Regions from separate parts of the Gossypium arboreum genome. Here region 2 is linked to region 1. The links are chromatin contacts, called in public Hi-C maps. All regions are on one chromosome and are shown on one strand. The core of a region is the stretch at or near the end of the contact, and the rest is flanking DNA. Distances in the headings are between cores, read along the strand shown. Region 1 holds the start of LOC108467950. Region 2 has its middle 15 kb from the start of LOC108454913.

The links. A called contact is a pair of places that touch in the nucleus more often than the background predicts.
Region 2: a Hi-C map of leaf shows a contact between it and region 1, with 2.3 times the contacts expected there. The contact joins the enhancer-like site here to the promoter of LOC108467950 in region 1. A contact is called at or near these places in 2 of 5 Hi-C or Micro-C datasets (both in leaf).

What each region holds. Positions count from the first base shown.
Region 1 is chr1:33,499,926-33,506,154 of ASM2569848v2, reverse strand. LOC108467950 reads right to left here and starts at 3,322. Exons shown (of 2, transcript XM_017768780.2): 1 at 2,491-3,322; 2 at 726-1,630. The coding sequence starts at 3,154. The coding sequence ends at 1,113.
Region 2 is chr1:33,633,586-33,639,814 of ASM2569848v2, reverse strand. No RefSeq gene overlaps it. Among protein-coding and RNA genes, the nearest start is that of LOC108454913, 15 kb to the left of the region's middle. Within about 2 kb of position 2,969, at least 1 of the 2 cell types and tissues checked has an H3K27ac peak or open chromatin away from gene starts, as enhancers often do. A contact at or near this core is called in leaf, where this site is marked.

The DNA.
Region 1 (6,229 bases), core at 2,073-4,572:
TTTAGCCTTTTATTTTTATTTTTAATTAATGTTTCTTAAGGATGCTTTCTCTTCTTTTTCCCCCTACTTTAAATATTCTTTTAGGGGATTGGAAGAGAATGACAAGACCCAAAAACCATGAACCAATCTAAAATCACAAACCATTCAACAATGTTACAGTACAAACCATTGCAGCTACCTTGTACCCTTGGATGATGGCAACTTTGAGGCATCCAACCAAAAAGAAGATAAAAATGGAATTTGGCAAAAGGAATGAATTAAATATTTGATTTTGACCTATACCAAATATGAGTAAGCTTATGATGCAAATCATATTAAATCATTATCCAAAGTGACATAAGCTTGCTCAAATTATTATCCACACTTTAGTTTTAGGTCCAATATCTTGTTCATCACAAATGAGAAAGGTAAGGCATGTATATATGTGAAAGATAAGGCACGCATATATACATAAGCAGAAACAAAAGCTAAACAACAATGTTGCTCGTGTCAAAACAACAAATATTGGTTTGGTCATGCCACAATTATAAAAATAAAGTATCCTTTCTTTAGTCATATCTTAAAAAATTTCTTGCAGTATTGAAGAGCTAGTTCGATATAATGATCAAGATCTTCCATACTGTGTATCCGCCATGGCCAGAGTAATATCCCTGGAGCTGATGTCCATGGGATTGAGAAGTTATAGCAGCAAAAGTTTAAGGAAAGCAAACAGATTTGATGTTACATTTCATGCCAAAAGGAAATATTATGTCATGCTATCATAAAGAAGAGTACAAAGGTTCAAATCTATACATGGATCATCAAACTTAATGTTAGAAAAAATCAAGAATCAACCTCTACTCCACTCTACATCTCTCTTTCTTTCTTTATAATGGTTCTTATGCATGTAACTAGTTTCAATGAGAACCCATATTCAAGCCATCAAGCGAAACTATCTCATCATCACCTTTACTAAAATGAACATAAAGAAGAAAGGGCAGAGGAGATATTGGAATAGCTTCTGTAGCAATACCTGTGTGCACCGGAGATAAATTGTCAATTGGCACAATGTGACAAACTTCTTGTTTGGTTCTCATATCTAAAAACAGAAAGTAGCCATCCATTTCCAATGGCTAATTTTTGTTTTCCTTCTGAACCTCTGGTGCAGGCTGAGAATGGTTGATGGAAATAAATCCATCACTGTCATCATCAGAGTCAGTATCAGAGGAAACAGAACTTTCCTCGGAGAAACAAAGCCCAGCCAAAGGAAAGCCATTGATAAGATCCCCAGACCTATGCTCAGACTCCGTTCGATGTTCAGGCTGTACTGAATCCATAACATCTTCCCTTGGTGTGGCAGAGCCTCTGTTAACCTCATTGATATCAGAAACAATTGTTGTCGTTGAGCAATGATTAACAGGACAACCATTAGGCCTGCAAATAGGCTCTTGACGTTTCCTCATCCTTAACTTCTCAGATAATGCATCGTTATTACCATTTTCACCCTCACCTACATCTGTAGTTGAAGTTTGTTTTCTTTTGAGAGTTGGAGTCGCAGTTTCCACACTCGGATTTTCTACTGGTGCACAATCATCATCACTATCGATATCAACAATCTCAACAACGTTTTGAGATGGAGGTCTCCAACTCCCTGGCACGCAAGATTTCAGGAAGAATAAGTTAAACCGGAAGATATTAAAGGGGGAAAACACTTTACAAGTTCCACAACAGGTAAGTATTGCTCATAGATATACATTTAGCATAAGCACTTAGAATATGTATTTCGATTTTTCGACACCCGAATCAAACTCCAGCTAGTTGTATATACATTCTATGATCTATACATGCAGAACTAATTTTCTCATGAAGCATGGTGAATGAAGTACACATTGGTACGAAAAAAAAGAAAAAGGCTAAATGTTTTGAATTTCCTGCAATAGAACATAACCTTTAGAGCAAATTGCTTATCCTGCTATACAAGTATCAGTATTTATTATTTGATACAGAGCATTATTGAGGGTTGGACCCTCAACAAGTCCGGTATTATATTCTTGGAGCGCCTATACTCCATTTTAACCCCAAAATTTTGTCCCAGTGGTACTCATCTTACCCATAAATGCCTATATGCTATAGGGAATGAATTCAAACCACACCATAAAACTCTCAAGTTTCTCCTGGCACTGTTTGCGACTCCTGGCACCAGCATGTGGCGTCTCCATGCCCCGTTCATGGACAGGGCAAAAGCTCGAGGCTAAAACGGAGCATAGAACCCCGAGACAGAATACTAGACCTTTTGAGAATCCAACCCTAAAAAAAAATAAAAAGGCGCTGGGACTTGTTGAGGATCCGACCCTAAAAAATATCACCATCAGTCCATAACCTGAAATGATACTGAAACCTTCATATGCATAGCAATCTTGAATATCAACTCTAGCATGAATTTAACCAACCAAACAACAATATAAACACGAAAACAAAATAAAAAAAGGTTCAGGAATGTTGAATTTTTACCAGCATTTGGTGAATAACCGTTAGCTTCAATAGGTTTTAGCCTCCCATTTTCGGAAACCCCAATTTCTCCCCCAATCCTATTGTTGTTCTTGGAATCATCTTCATCTTGTAGAGTATTAAAACCAGTCTCTAAACATAAAACCCTCTTATCCAACTCCTCGAATCTCTTCCTCAGTATTTCCAACTCAGATTCAGCTTTGGCTTTCTCATTTTCAAGCTCGCAATTCTTGCTTCTCAAATTTATAATTTCGTGTTGTTTCTCATACATACCCTTCACTTCCTCCGACAATCTATTACACCTTTCCTCAGCAGACTTTCCTCTTTCCCTCAAAACCATATTTTCTTCCCGCAACTTCGAAACCTCACCCCTCATGTCCTCCAATTCTTTCTTGCATTTCCTCAGATCATCCGCAAAACCCATTTTTTCCAACCTCTCTTCTTCGAATTTGTAGGAAAATGAATCCTTTGCCTGTTTCAGTGACTCGATTTCCAGCTTTGATTTCTGCTCTCTCGCCAAAAATTCCTTTTCTACCATGGCGAAATCGTTGGAACGAAAAGTGGATTTTACAAGAGAAATCATTTTGGGAATGCTCCAAGTGCTGATATTCCCAATTTCGTTGTCACCCAAATCTGTCGAAGTAATAATTTCATTCTTAATAGCCATTATTTGTGAAATTGAAAACAAAACAAAGAAAAAGGGATATAAAGCGTCGTGAAGAAGAAGCAGAAAAGGAAAAGACTCTCAGGAATTTGTCCTTATTTTGGTGCCCTACTGAGGCTAAATACTTGAGTAGGTTGTACTTAGCCCAAACTGGAAACCAAATATGGCGCACTACAAGTTTTTTGGGTAAAACTTACATAGAAGTCCCTTTATTACGCTAGCTGTTAAATCCTTATTTTGGTATAATACTACTTTAGCCCTCCAATTTTTACACTTTTATTTGATTTGGTCTCTATTCTTTTATTTTAAATAAATTGGTCTTAATCTTTCGCACTATTTTGTTTTATATAATATATTAATAATTAATTAAAATTAAAATCATAATTTCCAATAATTATTAAAAGAAAAACTCTTTAAATTAAGAAAAAATGTGAAATAAGAGACGAAAATGATATGCACAAATTGGATTGACCCATGGATATTGCCATAGTATAAATATTTTCACTACTAGACAAAAAAGAGGTGTTATATCTATTATCTAGTTTTAAATCGGTTACCTGAATATGAAAATGTGATGATGTTATCTACTTTAAAAATAGGTGAATTAATTTTATACATTAAATTAAAGAGTAAATTAATCATTTATGTTAAAAATTTTAAGGTAAACTACACAAATAGTTACTGAACTATGCATATATTTTTGTTTTGATCATCTAACTTTAAAATTTTTAATTTAAGCATTAACATTTGAACTCATTATTGTTTTTATAACATGCTGTAAATTGATAATAAAAAAATTTTAATTGGTATAATGATACATTTAGTACTCTATACTTACATATTCTATCAATTTGATCCTAATTCTAAATAATTTAATAAATTTAACCATTTACATTTACAAATTCTATCAATTTGATCCTCAAACTTCCTAACCAAAGTTTTTATATTTTAAAACAAAGTCATTCCACATCTATAAAATCACAAAACCCAAAAAGATTATATATATAATAAATAAATAAATAAAAACCTTCTCTCCACTAAGTACTAACAAGTCGTTTTCCAAGTCAATTCTTGATACCAATGAGTTTATACTAAATTTTTTCTTTTCTTTTTTTTTTATACTAAATTTTTTCTTTTCTTTTTTTTTACATTAGTTTTCTTCTAAAGATAATATTTTATAACCCTTTAACCAATAAAATTTTGGCTAAAGAAAATAGAAAAACCGTTAAAAAGCCACTTTAGATTTACTATTATTGTTAATGTATTATATTTCCTTTAAGATACATAGAAATAATCCTCAAGTTGGTTTTTGAAATTGAAAATTAAATCTAGAGTTAAAAATATAACTTTGAAAAATCTAATTGCTCAATCAATAATTGCATAAAAAATTTATGAACATTTAATATTTCATAAGAAAAAATGTGAAAGAATTAATTGAATTTCTTTTATTATATTGATAATAATTTTTTAATGTTATAAACTGATTATGAGATTATTATGTGTTCTATTTATTTTTAATTTTAAATCTAAAATAAGCAACATGTATCACTAATAGTAATATGATTTAGTGTCAAATCATATACCAAATTAATTTAAAACTAAAATTATGCTAGTCAAAGTCAAAACTTATTTTTCAAAAGTATTTAACTATTTATATAAATTTATTATATATTATATTTTTAATATTTGTATTTTCTATTATTTTTAATGGTGTTTAGTTAATTTCTAACACCAACTTCTTAAAAATATAAACAAAAAGGGATATGTATCGATTTAGATAATTTCAACCATAGATAAAACAATTAATAGATGTGGAATGCCTCTATTTTAAAAGCTAAAAGTTTTAGTTAAGAAGTTTGAGGATCAAATTGATAAAATTTGTAAATATAAAGGGTTAAATTTATTGAATTATTTAGAATTAAGATCAATTTGATAAAAATATATAATATTGATGAGGATTAAATGTGTTATTATACCAGTTAAAAAAACTTTTCGTTATCAATTTAATGGCAAGTAACCAAAATAGGAACAAGTTCAAACATTAGAGCCTAAATTGATTTTTTTTTTAAAGTTGGGTGACCAGAACTGTAATACCCCCTACCCGTATTCATTGCCAAAATAGGGTACGAGGTATTACCGGAGTTTATGATTTTTTTTTATATTCAATATAGCCCCTTTATATATATCTAACCTTCCCTGCAATATTAAATCGAGACCAATCCACTTCAACCAAACCAATTCAACATATTTTCAAGATAAATTCATGCATATTTATAAGATAACGTCATCACATACCCAAAACCAGGTTTGTTAACCATACTAATGGCTAACTTTATATTCATTTCATGTTAACATTTACTTTATTAGCTTATACATGCCATTGATTTCCAAAATAAAGTTTCTTTATATACCAAAATCCTAAGGTTGATAGTGTAATGTGTCTCCGATCAAATCCGACCTCCGAGCTCTTAACACTACAAAACAGGGGAAAATGAAACAAGGTAAGCACTTTGTGCTTAGTAAGCTCATTAGAGCTGATCATGGTCAAGGCACCTGGCCACCAAGGCCCGCCTAAAAAATGGTAGGGTTTGGGTAAAATATAGGCCGAAAAAATGGGCTTGGGCAAAAAACGAGGCCTGCTTAGAAAACGGGCCGGCCTCGTAAGAGTTTTTGGCCCTTGCCTTACCCGCCCAATTATATATTAATATATATATTTATTTTATTTTAATTATTTTAAATTTTAATATAACCATTTTTATTATATTATTAATTTGTGTATTGTTTTAAGAATTGTTTTAGTATTATTTTTATTTGTTTTAATATTTGTTTTATGTTTTAAATATATTTGATTTATTATATTTTAAATTTTTTATTTAATGAAATAAAAAATTAATATGGGCCGGCCGGGCTCGGGCTTAGTAATTTTATTTCGGTCCTGCTTGGGCAAAATTTTAGGCCCATATTTGGGCAGGTAGGTCTTGAGCCTAGTAGACGGGCCTAAAAATTTGTATGGGCCCGGCCGAACCCGGCCCGGCCCATGATCACCTCTAAAGCTCAAGTAACAAGAATTATACTTAC
Region 2 (6,229 bases), core at 1,720-4,219, 130 kb before region 1:
AATAAGCTAAATCAAGTTAGCGGGACTCCAAAAATGTAAAAATCATTAAAAACGAGGCTAGAACAGACTTACAATTGAGCTTGGAAGCTTGAAAAACCCTATCCATGGTTTCTCCTTGCTATATTCGGCCATGGGGTTGAAGATGAGCAAAATTGGCTTTTAATTTTGTATTTTAATTCATTTTACCCCTAAATGACCAAAATGCCCTTACTACTAAACTTTCCAAAAATTCCATCCATGTCCAATTTTTGTCCATAGACTTATAAATTGGTAAAATTGCTATTTAAGACCTCCTAATTAATATTTCAAAACAATTTCATACTAGAAACTTCTAGAATGCAAGTTTTGCAAATTATTGGATTTAGTCCCTAATTTCAATTTAAGCACTTTATGCATAAAATTTCTTCACGAATTTTTCACACAATCATGCAATCATATCATAGACCTTAAAATAATCATAAAATAATTATTTCTATCTCGGATTTTGTGGTCACAAAACTACTATTCCGACTAGGCCCAAAATTAGGATATTACAGAGGAACTGTTGGAAATAGACATGTTTAAATCATATTACATGTAATTTCTATGCTACATATCCATACTTGATCTATGTCATTTGGTTGTGTTAATATATGTGATCATGGATGGATTTAGTTACAATATATGTAACGAAAGTCACATTAGTTCTATATTAACATAATTAATGGACAAGATTGTTTGGAATACCTTTTGGATATGATAGTAAAGTTTTGAGCTCATAAGGTTATATAATGACATGTAATTATAGATTAATTAGTATATATATGTGGTCCAAGAGGAAGATTGTTGGAAAATATGGACATCACATATATAATAAAGGTAATTACATATTATTTACTATCATAATAGGTTAGCCCAAATTAAAAGTGATCTAATTTGGTTAAGATTTATTGGGCTTTAATTATTAAATAAAGTATGAGTCAAATATGTATAGATACTCTAGTAACTAATTTCTAATTGATGACGAGCTGATTAGAAATTAGGGTTAATGTGCCAAAATTATATATTAGGGTTATGGCCCCCAAATTACATATAAGATAACTTTTCTAATATCACATTTTTAGAAAAGAGAGAGCCGCCTTTTCTAGATTACTTATGTGTTAATTTGGAAGAGCAAAACCCCAAGATTCGTAGATTTTAAAAAGTCGATGAATTTAGGTACGCTTCTGCATCTAGTTTTGTTCTTGATTTATTCTTATGATTTGGCATGACAGATCCTGGTTTATAGTTCTAATTTTATATTAAATATTATTTACGGTTCTAACAAATCTCACTTATCAGATTCCATTGTGAAAAACACAATTTTTTTTCTGAAGAATTCACCATGATGTATGTGATCCATGCATAATATCATAAAAAATTTATTCAAATTTTACAGTGTTACTTAATATCGACAATAGGTGCAAAAAAGATTATCTAAAATATCAAAATATTTATATACATAATTTAAAAATAAAATAACTCATATACAATTTAACATCTAGATTCATTCATTAAATATATATCACATCTTCACTCAATAATAAGACGTGATTCAAATTCTTTTATATTTATTTTAGTTAATTAATTAGAATCATTGTAATTTTAAAATAATTTTTTTCTAATTTGTGGAGTACATCATACATATCTAATAACAATTTCGGAATAAACACATGGAGGGATTATTTGTCTTTTGAAAGTGTGGATAAATCATTTTAAAATAAAACACATACCTTATATATAATAATTAAATTAAATAAAATTTAAAAGAATCTAAAAATTTCCTAATTGACTCTTGGCTAAAGGTATCCATGCGCTGGTCGGGTCCTAATAAAATTTTAGGCCTGTTTGATAGGTCTGACTCGGATAAAAATACTAAAACTCGGGCCCAACCCGATCCATCCATATTAAAATTTAAAAGAATTTGAAAATTTGCTAATTGAGTTTTAGCTAAAGGTGTCCATGAGTCGGACCGGACCTTAACAAAATTGTAGGCCCAACTCAATATATGGGCCTAAAATTTTACCAAAACTCGACTCGAATAAAAATACTAAAACTCAAGCCCAACTCGATCGGTGCAGATTGAAATTTTTTATATTATTTTATATGAAAAATAAAAAAATAATACATCAAAAACACTAAAAAATTTAAAATGAATGTTTCCCAATAAATTGAAAATAAGTACAACTTAACAAGTAAATGCCTCTAAAATAATAGTAAAGTTAATAATAAAACAAAAGTTATACAATATCTAATAATAACAACAAAATAGTAGCAACATAATAATAAAATAACAACAAAATAATAATTTTTTTTTTTTGCAAATTTGGGTCGAGTCCAACCTGAGCCAAAAAACCTTACCTGAGGCCTGATCTCATTTTCTAAATAAGTCTTATTTTTTGTACAAGACTATTTTTCGGGCCAATATTTTTATTCAATCTCTCTCATTTTTTAAGCGGATCGGGTGGTTCGATCCATAAACAGATCTAGTCTTAACTCGATTGACATCAATATTATTATCAATACAAAAAGATATGAGTTTAAACGTGTTATAACAAATTTATTTTTTAATTAAAAAGAATTATAAATAATTGTAAGTATTGTATTAAAATTTTAATATTTTAAATACATAAAAAAATTTAAAAGAAAAGAAAACATTAATAGTTAAAAAAAAAAAACCACAATCACGTGTTGAGCATTGATTTCATTACAAAAAAATCTGAGCAAAAGAGAGAGGAAAAACAAAAGCAAACATGAAAAAACCAAAAATATCTTTTTCTTTTAAACTTAAATAAAAAAAGAAAAGGTACTTCGTGCGTTAGTATTTTGGTGAAGGGGGTGGCTCGAAATTTCAAGACTTTAAATAAAGGAAAAAGCGGAGTTTGTTATTCTGCAGGTCATACTCTGAAGATCAATCATGGCCGTACACGTTATGTCAGCTTAACGGTCATCATGTCCTCGTTAAGTGTAAGTGGGTGAGGACGTGCCCCCAATCCCCAATTCCCCACATCCGGGTCCACCCGCGCCATCATTACTGTTTTGATTTTTTTTTTTTTAAAACCACAAATGGTCCAACACTAATTTAAACATGAAGATCTGCAACAGGAGGCGTAGTCATTTTCGTCATCGACACCACTATCGTGCTCCAATACTATTTTAAATGTTTTTCTTTACTGTTATTATTCTATTTTATGTATTTTTTTAAAATAGGTAAATTATATTTAAAATTATTAAATTATTAGTAAGTTTATATTTTAATCATTTAATTTTAAAAAATTATAAAATTTATTGAACTATTTAAAATATTATTTAATTAGGTTGTTAGTATTATTATAATATTTAATTAGGTTATTAGTATTGCTATAATATGACTTTCTCTATTCATATCACTTGTACTAATCGAAACTTTTTTCTCGCAATTCAATTTTCATTTCATGACATAGCTTCGAATATAATAAATCTACGAATTAAAATCTAAACAATTTTCTTCTCTAATTTCCGACACTAACCACCAAATTCACTTGGATCTAAGATATGTTCTTCTACTCACTGACAGGTACTGATACATTGTATTCATCATCAAATCATCACTTAGAACTCACCAGTGGAACTTTAAAAAAAAAACTGCCTAGTGATTTGAATAAAAAATTTTGAATAGTTCAATAATTTAAATAAAAACCTTTGAGACTATATTGTAATATTTTAAAATTAAGTAATCTGAAACATAAATTTACTAACAGGTTTAGTAACATTGGGTATAATTTACCCTTAAAAATATATACTATGTTATATATTAAACTAGCTTTTACTTCTATGCAAAGCTTATGTATCTTAATTAAAATATAAATTATTTAATAATTTTAAAATTAATTAATAATGTCAAAATAAATTTAAACATATTAAATCATAATTTTAAAAGTTTTAAACCTTATAAAAAATTGTATTCTAATAATGTATAGTATAAAATTTTTAAAATACTATATGAATAGTGGAAGCTTGATCTTGAAATGTGTCTTATGTTTGCAATTCGCGTATTGATTGGATAAGTGTTGAAGCGGTGCGAATTTAAGGTATTTTGAGAATATTATTTTTGTTGTAAATATATTAAATGGATGTCTATAATTTTTAAAATTTATGAAAGTAATGAGTTAAAATCATTATTAAAGATGTTTAATGTATGTGTTAATGAATCAGTTAAATAAGCTTCATTTATTTATGTTGCATTAAATGTTTATAACCTTTAAATATTTATAAAAGTAATGAGTTAAAACCTCGTTCATTATTAAAGATTCTTACTGTACATGTTAATAAAGTTAAAACACCCTAAACCCGGCCTAGACGTTATGAGTGAATCTGGTGATGTCACGTGATAGTGTTACAATAAAACTGTTTTCATTTATTTACTCTTGTTGATTTTAAAATTGCTTACTTATTTAATCGATTGTTTTAAAACACAGCTCGTTGCGGAAGCTTTAAAAATCATTTATTTATGAAAAACAAAGTTAATTAGGTAAAATTGTTCGTCTTAGGAAAACCCCTTAGTTTTAGAGAAAGCCATTTGTTCGTTGAGTTTGTGCAGTTATTAAATCCACGAAAACAGTCTAAAATCCGAAATAAAAGCAACCAGTCTAAAAAGTCCAATTTACATAAAAAATAACCCATAAAATAATTAAGAAATAATTACCAAAATTAAAATTTAAAACAGTATAAAATACGTGTGGCCACTGTCAGGTCCTCCGCTGCATCGATTTGTCAAGTTTGGGGATTACCTGTGCGCATTAATAGAGAGGGGTGAGTTTACGTAAACTCAGTGTGTAATCCCACAAAAAACAACAACAGCAAACACAGTGCACAATCAAATCAGTCTTGGGCCTAAGCCCCCTTTCAATATCATTAACGGTTCAGCCTTAGCCCAATCCAGTATCAATATCAGTATGCATAAAGGCCTTAGCCCATCACAGTATCAGTAATAGATATACAGTATTCAGTACAAAGTCCTACCCAACCAGCCTCTACACACCATCTCCGTCCAACCTTACACTCTATGTGGGGATTAAATCAACCCACCCATCACTACACTCTAGGTAGCACCGAATGCGGCACAATACAGTAGTTTGCAACTGAGCTGCCCGTATATTAGGCTTAAAGCCTTTCAGTACACTTCCTCCAAATATTATCATCCCAACCCAATGAAATGCAAACATATAATATGTCATGCTTTTATGCAACCATCAGTCATACGTATACATACATATATCAGTAATCATGTATCACATACACTTAGATTATACACTTAGGGGTCTAGGTCACGCTTACCGACCCTACAATAGGTTCACAGTCGTCTTGGGTGACCCGTGCAACCCTAGGAATCATTCTAGACAAATGGGCTCACATGCCTATGTGGCTTGCTCGTGTGGGCTCACACGGCTCAAATTTTCTTTGGCCGTGTAGATCAACGACCTGGCCCAAAATCCCACATGCCCGTATGGTTTACCTGTGTGGGCCCACGCACCCGTGTGGCCCACACAGCCCAAATTAGTCTAGCCCGTGTGTCGCACACGGCCTACTTGGCCATCACATGGCCGTGTCTTGTGTGCGGCCTGGCCTCGTCGATCGTACGCCCGTGTGGCGTCGACAATGAGGTTTTCAACTTTCACTGAAACCTCGTTTTTTGTGTAATAGAGTACACACCTGGTACGATTTCGACGCGAAACCACTCTCGAACCTCCAGAACCTAAAAATCGACAACCCAAAGCTTAGAGTCAGATTTAATTCGCGACTAAATCGAACTACAAAACCAACACCGAATTCCAACACTTACTCAATCACCATGACTATTGGATTACGATTCCAAACGAGGGAAACCTCTGATCACCAGATTGGCTGCTGTTAAAGCACAAGCACTATATTAACAGAGGATTTGACAAAATTAAAAGAGTAAACAGAGGCTCCCTCCTCTGTAGAACTTACTACCACTCACCAAACGAGCACATCCAGCAACCAAAATACGAAGGAGAAATGCGAAATAAGAAGAAAGTTCCATTGACAAGCCTTCTCAATCAGTAAAGAAAAACCACACTCCCTCTGCAGAGCTATCAGGGCTTTCAAATTATCCCTGAGGCCAACCTCAAAGCGGACACATTGCTTATATTCAGCCGCCACCATACCTCACTCATAGCGGCTCAATCACAGGTATTCAGCCTCATACTCG